Regions from separate parts of the Sus scrofa genome. Here regions 2 and 3 are each linked to region 1. A link is a contact called in public Hi-C and HiChIP or PLAC-seq data. All regions are on one chromosome and are shown on one strand. The core of a region is the stretch at or near the end of the contact, and the rest is flanking DNA. Distances in the headings are between cores, read along the strand shown. Region 1 holds the start of MDFIC (myoD family inhibitor domain-containing protein). Region 2 overlaps MDFIC (myoD family inhibitor domain-containing protein). Region 3 overlaps MDFIC (myoD family inhibitor domain-containing protein).

Region 1 (2,642 bases), core at 81-2,580:
ATAAAGACAGAGAACTGAAGAGAAGTGGGAAAGTGCTTCAGAGCCCACACAGTTGAGTCTTAGGCCCTGAAATGCATATGCTTAAGAAAGAAGGGATCCTGTCATCTAGTTTCTCGGCAGCCAAAGGAAGGGGGAGTGGAGGGACCAGAGGATCCCCGCCCTCCTATCCGGTTGTTGATCTAGGGCTGCAATCCCAGAGAACTCGCTGGAAGTAATGCTAACTATGCAAAAGTTCACAACCAAACGATCGGATCAGTCCTCGCACCAGTTGCCTACACAGAGACCACAATCAGTAACCGTGTGAACAAGTTTTAAAATGCAACAATACTTGCAACTTGCAAGCGGCACTCACCCTGGGCTGGGGCACCCAGCCAGCCGCCGCCCTCCTCGGCCCCGCGCTGGGGCCCGGGAGTGAGGGCTTCGCCCGCGCCGGACATGGGCCGCTCCACCGAGCCCTCGCCGCGCCTCCGCCTAGCTCGCCGCCCTGTGGGGCAGAAGCACGAAGGGCTGGGAGATGTTGAGTGGAGGGAACCAACTGCTTCTGGCCAGGATAAGAAAAAGAGTGTTTGGAGAGAAGAGCACACCACCCCAGCGGGACATTCCCTCCCCCTCTGCTTCCCTCCCCCAAACCCCACCCCGGGGAAGTTTTGATTTGAAACCCGGGAGGAAAACTGTTACCCACCACTTTGATCAGCGAGACCTGGGGGTCAGAGGGAGGCACCCAAGGGAGAGGGGCTGAAAGAGAGATCGGATTTGGGAGAAGCCAGGGGGAGGGGAGCAAACCCCTCCTCCAACCACCCAGACGACCGCCACCTACCTCGGCATCCCCCCAACTCGCTCAAAGCCCCTTCCTCTTCCTCCTCTTCCGCCTTTAGCGAGGCTCAGGCAGGGGCCACAGGTTTCGGCAGACTGACGGCGGCGGCTGCCCCTGAGTGGCCCCCGCCTCCCTCCGGCTCAGCAGACACCGCAGCAGCGGCAACCGCAGCGCGGCCGCTCCTGTGACTGGTGCTCTCCGCCCCTTCTTTCCAGCCAGCTCAGCCAGGCCGGTTCCCCTCCGAGGGGGACTTTTCCCCCCTCTGCCTCTCTTTCCCCTCTTCCACCACTCCTACAGGCCAGAAACACTTCTCCCTCTGTTGCTCCTTTTCATCATATCCGGATAGGGAGGCCTCGAACTCTTGGCTCTCGGCCCCGAGGCTGGGGGCGGCGCGACCCGGCTGGGCCACCAGCTCCCTAGCGTGCGTCTCTGTCTCGGTCAGGAAGCCGAAGACCTACGGGGCTGGCGCTGGGCTCCAGGCAGAGGAGTACCTCCCCCGGCTGGGAAAAAGGAGGTTGTTGGCTATTCCCAGGCTGCCCAAGAGTGCCCCTCCCCCAGAGTCACCCCATCCCCTTTCTCCCAATTCCCTTGCCCAATCCTGCCCCAGACCCACTGACATTTTGGGAATGCTCTAAGGAAAGAAAAAAAAACCTTATGGGTGGACAATGCAAAACGAAAAAAGTATCGCACTTTGAGAATGGAATACAGAAAGGATGGTTTTGAAACCTTGACCCCTGGCTCTTCATCTCTTCATCTAAAGTAACCTTTATTTTGTTTTTCAGTTCTCTGTTTGTCTTGGTCAAACAGGATCCTGGATCAGGTAAAACCTGCTGCAGTTGCATGTGGAGGCTAGAGGCATCTGGGCAGGCAAGGTTGACACCCTTGAGGATGTGCTGGCCCAAGTCCTCAGGCCCAATCTAAGGCAAGCCTAATGCCTTCTCCACTGATACCTTCTGCGGGGAGATAAACTTGTAGGAAGTGAACAGCTGACCAAGTCTCCATTTATAAAGGAGACTTTTTCTGATTGCAGTTTAATCTGATGAGCCAGAATAACAAATACAATTTGCAGATAGAACGTTTTTTAATAATACCTTCAGATAATTTTGCTCCCTATTTCATTGTGAGTGAAACTCAAAATTCATTTGTAGAAAACTCAGACTCATTCCCTGAATCTCTTGGACAAGAGAGTCATCAGAGTCATGTTATCAAAGTTGAAGAAAATGTGCATAGGATACATTTTCCTTCTAGGTGTATGAATAATATCTCAGAAATTTTATTTCTTAAATAACTGGAATTGATTCCAACTGATTAAAGGTAGGAATTAGGCCTTCTCAAAGAGTCAAGTGCAACCAAACTTATTCTCAATTAAACCTTAAAAAAAAAAAAAAAACAGGTTTTGAAGTTTCCAATGATAGTTATTCAGACCATACTCCACCCCAAAAACAGAATGACATTTTGCCCATTGACCTATGACTAACAAGTGCTTTTTTTTCCCCCTCAATTTAGACATTTCAGGAATGAAGTGTGTAAAAGTGTCTTAACTCTCTGAAGATTTGTCTAGGGGCCTGGACTTTTGAAATCTCCTTGATGAAAGCAGGTCAATTCTGCATTACCATCAGAGAATAAACATGTAGGAAGTATCCATGTGTACTGCAGGAGGATAATCTGTAATCGAAGGGATGGGATAGAACTTAGCAGCTCTGGAAAATTCTATTTTATTCCTTTCATATATTTCCTTGCCTAATTTTTTTAATATACCTACACTAAGATGTTAAATTCCATGAATATTTAAGAAACTACAGCACTTCTAAGTAAGTCATAATCAGTG
Region 2 (2,642 bases), core at 104-2,603, 87 kb before region 1:
CATATCTTGAACACATCTAGCTTCCCAATACTGTGAAGGTAACAACTAAAACCTACTTTAAAAGCATCTTACATGACTGTTGGAAATATCTGTGACTGATCTGAGAGCCTTTGTTCTGTTTAAAATGAGATTGAAGGAGCTCCTGTTGTGGCTCAGTGGTTAATGAACCCGACTAGTGTCCATGAGAGTGTGGGTTCGATCCCTGGCCTTGCTCAGTGGGTTAAGGATCTGGTGTTGCCGTGAGCTATGGTGTATATCACAGACGTGGCTCCGATCCTGTGTTGCTGTGGCTTTGGTGTAGGCCAGCAGGTGCAGCTACAATTTGACCCCTAGCCTGGGAACCTCCATATGCCTTGAATGTGGCCCTAAAAAGACAAAAAAATAAAAATGAGATTTAAGATTCATCTTTATAAGAATACATTAGTTTAATAATAAAATTATCCCAAATTTATTTACCAAATCATATGTGACCCAAAATACTATGCAATTATGAGGAAAGTAGTTTGTTACAGTGAAGGGAACCCTAAGAAAATTGTTTGCACAGTAAATTCAGCTGTATTCTAAATAAGGTGTTCTTTTTTTGTCTTTTAGTTTCCTTAAGATGTGGTATGACAGGTGCTTTGAATTTCTTGGAACAAAGACACCAAACAGTGGAGTACAGGGAAGGGTAAAGAACAGAGAATTCTGAGAATAACCCACAACCCATTTTTGAGCAAAGGCAGATTTGTATGTGTCTTGTCTTGACTAATCTCTAATAACATTTTCTGTGACTTAAAATGCTTGAAAATACTATCTTAATCAGTCCCCCATCATGTAAACTATATACTAAGAATCGGGTTCATTATCATTTTTAACAGGCCAACAGTATGAAAAAGAGCAGTCGTAGATTAGAGCATGAGCAGTCACTTATGTGTAATTAGCAATTTAGGAAATTGCATTGAGATCAAAACTGACTCTAGCTTTACCATCAAAGCCACTGCGAACCCACAGGTGCTCCCATGTCTTCAGCTGCAAAGGCTCACATCCGCCCTGCAGGGGCACAGGGCGGGCTCACCGTGCAGAGAAAGAGGCATTCTCTTCCCCAGATAGTGCTTTGCTGCAACTGCTTCTCAATATAAAATAAACAGGCTAAAAGTTGGTTTTGGTCATCCTGAATCTTAGCCAGGATGGCTAGGTCAGTATCTGGCCTCTGTGAAAAGCCAGCTGTGAGGGACAAGACACAGACATCTCAAGGGAGTTCTGCTCCTCAAGTGATCATGGGGCAGGAAATATTTACAAAGACGGCACGGTAGCTCAGCTCCAAGTAGCTGCACGTCTCCAAGCCAGAGGACGCACAGCATTCTGGCCTACGGCCCTAGAATGACCTGCTGCTTGCATAAATTGGCCTGAAGTACGCCTCCCACACAGAGCCCTCTGGCACACTGCTGTCCCCGCGAGGCCATGCAGCTTCGCCAAAACACAGTCAACATTTTCCTAGTAGGGAAGAAAGTGAGATAGGTCAGGAGGTAAAAGCAAGAGAACAGCTACATTTTCCACTGCAGCACAAAGACGACCACACTTTAGGGAAACTGAACAATAACATCTACTATTATCTTTCAATAAATGCAAAAGAATCATAGAAAAAAACCAGCTCCATTCTCCCACACCCCACTAAGGGACTCCTCAGTAATTTTCCTAGCATGTATCCAAATCCTGGAATCTGTCCTCCTCCTATGGGAAGTGCATTTGGATTTTAAATTACACTAAATGGATAGCACAGATTCTTTGATTCTTATTTGTTTATCTTGCTGCCTGAAGTTGACTCATTACTGCAAACTCTCAAGATTTATCCAATTACTGTTGGTCATGACTTCACTGTAGCACTGATTCAAGCAGCCGTTTTTAACGAGTCTCATTTTATAAATAAATAAAGTCTAGGAAGATAACATATATATCAGGTCACTTTTTATTTCCCAGGAGCTTTACACAGGTATTTGCCCAGAAATAAACACTCAGATGGTAGAGGTATTTTATTTAATACACAATAAATGCAAAGTTAGTATGCAGACAGAGAGGTAGGGAAAGAGATGCTAAAAAATTATCAATGATGAAAGTATTATTAATGTTGGATTACTGAAACTCCACGACATTTTAAGATCACACATTTGGTAGCTAATAATAACAGTTCTGTCCTCATAGGGTTATAGTAAGGATTAAAAGAGTCAATGTATATGAAGTATTCAATAGAGAATTTATCATGTAAGTACTTACTAAATATTATTACTGTGATAGCAACAAAGATGATGGAAAAAGATTTATAATAGAGAGGCTATAATGTTTTACCTTTTGATGTTTCATTCACTCTGATTACCACACCAAAATAGAGCCATTCTATTTTAACCTAAGGAGGTTTATAAAAGGCTCTGTACATAGTTCAAACACTTAAAAAGAGAGAACCAAGAAGGCAATTCTAAGAGACAGAATCTGCAGAAGAGTGGAGCAGAAATCTGCCCGGAAAGATTTAGTCAGTCTTGTGTTTGGCTACAGCAGAAGCTTTAAAAATAATAATCTTTTTCCATATTTAAACTATCATCCATTTATTCTCTCAGGAAGCTAGAAAGCAAAAACAGAGTGAAACCACACTTGAATCTATTCAATGCTGA
Region 3 (2,642 bases), core at 105-2,604, 66 kb before region 1:
ATTTGGCCCTAAAGTAACACTTATTACTATAAATACTCTGGATAGATAATTGTTTTAATTTATTTTTACAAACAGCTAGTTCAGTATTTCAAGTAAATAAAAAGCAATGATTTATACTTTGACATAGTCAACTTTGATAATGCCTGCTCTCCAAACACACATACACACACCCTTCTCTTTGTATTACGATTATTCCATTTAGCTTGTTGGCTGAGCAATGAAATTTATTAAAATCCTATTTTCCAATGGACTGGCAAATATTGCATTGGAAAACAGAATTCTAAACCTTTCTCCCACACAATTATTCTGACATGGAATGGAAGGCACTCTGCCTGAGAAAACAGAACAAAACAAAACAAAACATCATCCAAGCAAATTAAGTATTTTGAGGAATGCAGCACTATATCTTGCCAAAGTCACAGAAAATTTGTTTCTGGAAGTTCGGATTATAATACTACAGTCATATCATAAAGTGCTATTATTATCCTTCCACTAAAATACTAGTACTTCTCTAAGAGAGGTTTTTATGGGGGGAAAAATGAATAAGATTTTACAATACTACTAAAACTAAGAATGAATTATTCAATTCCAACTTTAACTTTCTAATTTTTTTTTCTGGTTTTAGACTCTGGGAATGTGTAGTTGACTGAAAAACCACACGGAGTAAGGAGAAATCTTGATGGACTTGGAAGGCAGAAGTTCTGAGTTTGAAGTCTGCCTCAGCTGAGTTTCTTTTTGCCTTTCTTTTAACTTAAATAACTGCACTCCCTTTAATCTCCCCACACTATCTCTCTTATACTACCTTCAGTGATTCCTGAGGTTTCCACCATAATATTGCGGAATGTTAAAGAATAAGTACCTATGGTTTCCAATTTATGTTCCTGCTTGTTTCAATGTTTAGTAAACACTTATGATGAGCCAGGCACTAGGCTATGTGCTCAAAGTTAAAAGATAAATAAAACAAAAATCTCTGCCTTCAATGGATATTACAGATTATTGCAGGAAGACAGTTAAGCAAACAAAACTCTAGAGTCATTTTGTATTGAGAGGACACTGGGAGGAACCAAAAGAAGAGCTATTAGCCCATCAGGGTATGAGGAAATGATGCTTGAGTTGGGCTCTGGAAAAAAAAATATATATGTCAAAGCCAAGAAGGCAAAAGCGAGTGAGAAGAACATTCTGGAATGAGAGGAGAGAAGCAGGAAAGGCATTTGGCTGTGTCATTAACCATGTGTATAGGGACCTTTATGCATAGCAGTGAAGGCACAGTTTTAAGTATAAGGAGTTAAGTCCCAGTTTGCACTGTTGAGGAGAGAAGGGGAAGTGGTGAGGTCAAGGAAAGATATTTTTACCATTTTACCAGCAAGTCTCAAGGAAGGAGGGGGCGTGACCTAGCTGAGTCACCTAGTGGGCTTTTCAAGCTGTCCTGCTCCATCGCCTTTAAGGGCTGTGTGCCCCACCAGACTGCCTCCTAGTACAGTCAAGGCTGTACTCCTCCTACGATGACATGATGCCTGTCCTTATGGGGGGTTGTGAAAAACTGCTACGCTATGAATGCAAGGTGGAAATACATTGAAAAAGGGAGGAAGAAGAGTCTGGAAAGGAGACAGAGAAGGGTCTTAAAGGTAAGCAGCCAAGAGACTAGTTTAAAGAACGGGAAGCAGAGGGAACCAATAAAATGGGAGGCTAGAGGGAGGATGGGCTTAAGTCCATCCATTTAAGTTCAAAGCCTTCCTAAAAAACCTGTTAGCATCCCTGGCTTGACGAGTTTCAAACCAATTCATCATTTTACCTATAGTAAATAGTTCATTACTAAAGTACCAGTTACAGTCTATCAAGAATGCAGGTTCTTAACATATAGCAGGATATACATTTATATAAATTTATATATTTTAATGCAACCACTAATCTAATGTCATCAACAAAATCTTAGCATTTACATCACAACACAGGTTATATTCAGTGCATTAAAAACCTATACAACTTAACATCAGAAAAGGAACTGAATACAATGTTTCCCTTAATTTTTGGTGGCTTACATAATTGCAGCTATAGAATTTCTGCCTTAGAGAAAATATAATGTTTCAAAGAAATATAAACTGGATACAGACTGATGTCCTTCAGAGAAGTCTTAAGTATCTGGCTATACACTTTCAGAACGGGGCATTCCAGGCTGCCTATGGACTGGTCTTTTCCGGGCTTATCTCTCCTGATCTGACGTCTCCAAAATAACAAAGCTATTTATATGGTTCTCTGAACAAAACACACTATTTCATAAGCCCTCTTTAGCCTTGAATGCCTCCTTCAACTCCCTTACCTGGTCTTATCCTTATGGTCTCTATCCAGGCATTGCCTTCTCCAAAAAGCTGACATTCCTGACCCTTCCTTCCTTGAGTGCTCCTTCATGATGATGATAACAGCAGCTAACACTTAGCCAATACTTCATCCTAGCCAGGCTCTGTTCTGACTCAGCTGAATGCAACATCAACTCAACTCTTCACAACAATCCTCTGATATAGGTGACTAATTATATTGCTACTTTATAGATAAGACATTGAGGTCAAAAAGAGGTTAAGTAACTGACCCAAGAACAGATCATGGGTCACTGGTAAAGCCAATATTTGAACCCAAGAAGACTGGTC

What was found. A called contact is a pair of places that touch in the nucleus more often than the background predicts. HiChIP or PLAC-seq counts read pairs in DNA pulled down with a chosen protein or histone mark.
Region 2: a contact with region 1 is called in an H3K27ac HiChIP or PLAC-seq map of skeletal muscle. The contact joins the enhancer-like site here to the promoter of MDFIC in region 1. A contact is called at or near these places in 6 of 47 Hi-C or Micro-C datasets (embryonic fibroblasts, fibroblasts, liver and 2 more) and 2 of 2 datasets of contacts at active chromatin or transcription factors (alveolar macrophages and skeletal muscle).
Region 3: a contact with region 1 is called in a Hi-C map of subcutaneous adipose tissue, with 1.5 times the contacts expected there. The contact joins the enhancer-like site here to the promoter of MDFIC in region 1. A contact is called at or near these places in 8 of 47 Hi-C or Micro-C datasets (embryonic fibroblasts, fibroblasts, heart right ventricle and 3 more) and 2 of 2 datasets of contacts at active chromatin or transcription factors (alveolar macrophages and skeletal muscle).

The regions. Positions count from the first base shown.
Region 1 is chr18:31,124,334-31,126,975 of Sscrofa11.1, forward strand. It overlaps MDFIC (myoD family inhibitor domain-containing protein), which reads right to left and starts at 1,331. Exons shown (of 4, transcript XM_021079120.1): 1 at 818-1,331; 2 at 353-484. The coding sequence starts at 437.
Region 2 is chr18:31,037,093-31,039,734 of Sscrofa11.1, forward strand. All of the region lies in intron 3 of MDFIC (myoD family inhibitor domain-containing protein), which reads right to left. The region is part of intron 3 of LOC106506806 (a long non-coding RNA gene); the gene reads left to right. Among named protein-coding and RNA genes, the nearest start is that of MDFIC, 87 kb to the right of the region's middle. Within about 2 kb of position 1,354, at least 32 of the 83 cell types and tissues checked have an H3K27ac peak or open chromatin away from gene starts, as enhancers often do. A contact at or near this core is called in alveolar macrophages, liver and skeletal muscle, where this site is marked.
Region 3 is chr18:31,057,872-31,060,513 of Sscrofa11.1, forward strand. The region is part of intron 3 of MDFIC (myoD family inhibitor domain-containing protein); the gene reads right to left. It overlaps LOC106506806 (a long non-coding RNA gene), which reads left to right. Exons shown (of 5, transcript XR_001302370.2): 5 at 626-2,642. Among named protein-coding and RNA genes, the nearest start is that of MDFIC, 66 kb to the right of the region's middle. Within about 2 kb of position 1,355, at least 14 of the 83 cell types and tissues checked have an H3K27ac peak or open chromatin away from gene starts, as enhancers often do. A contact at or near this core is called in alveolar macrophages, retroperitoneal adipose tissue and subcutaneous adipose tissue, where this site is marked.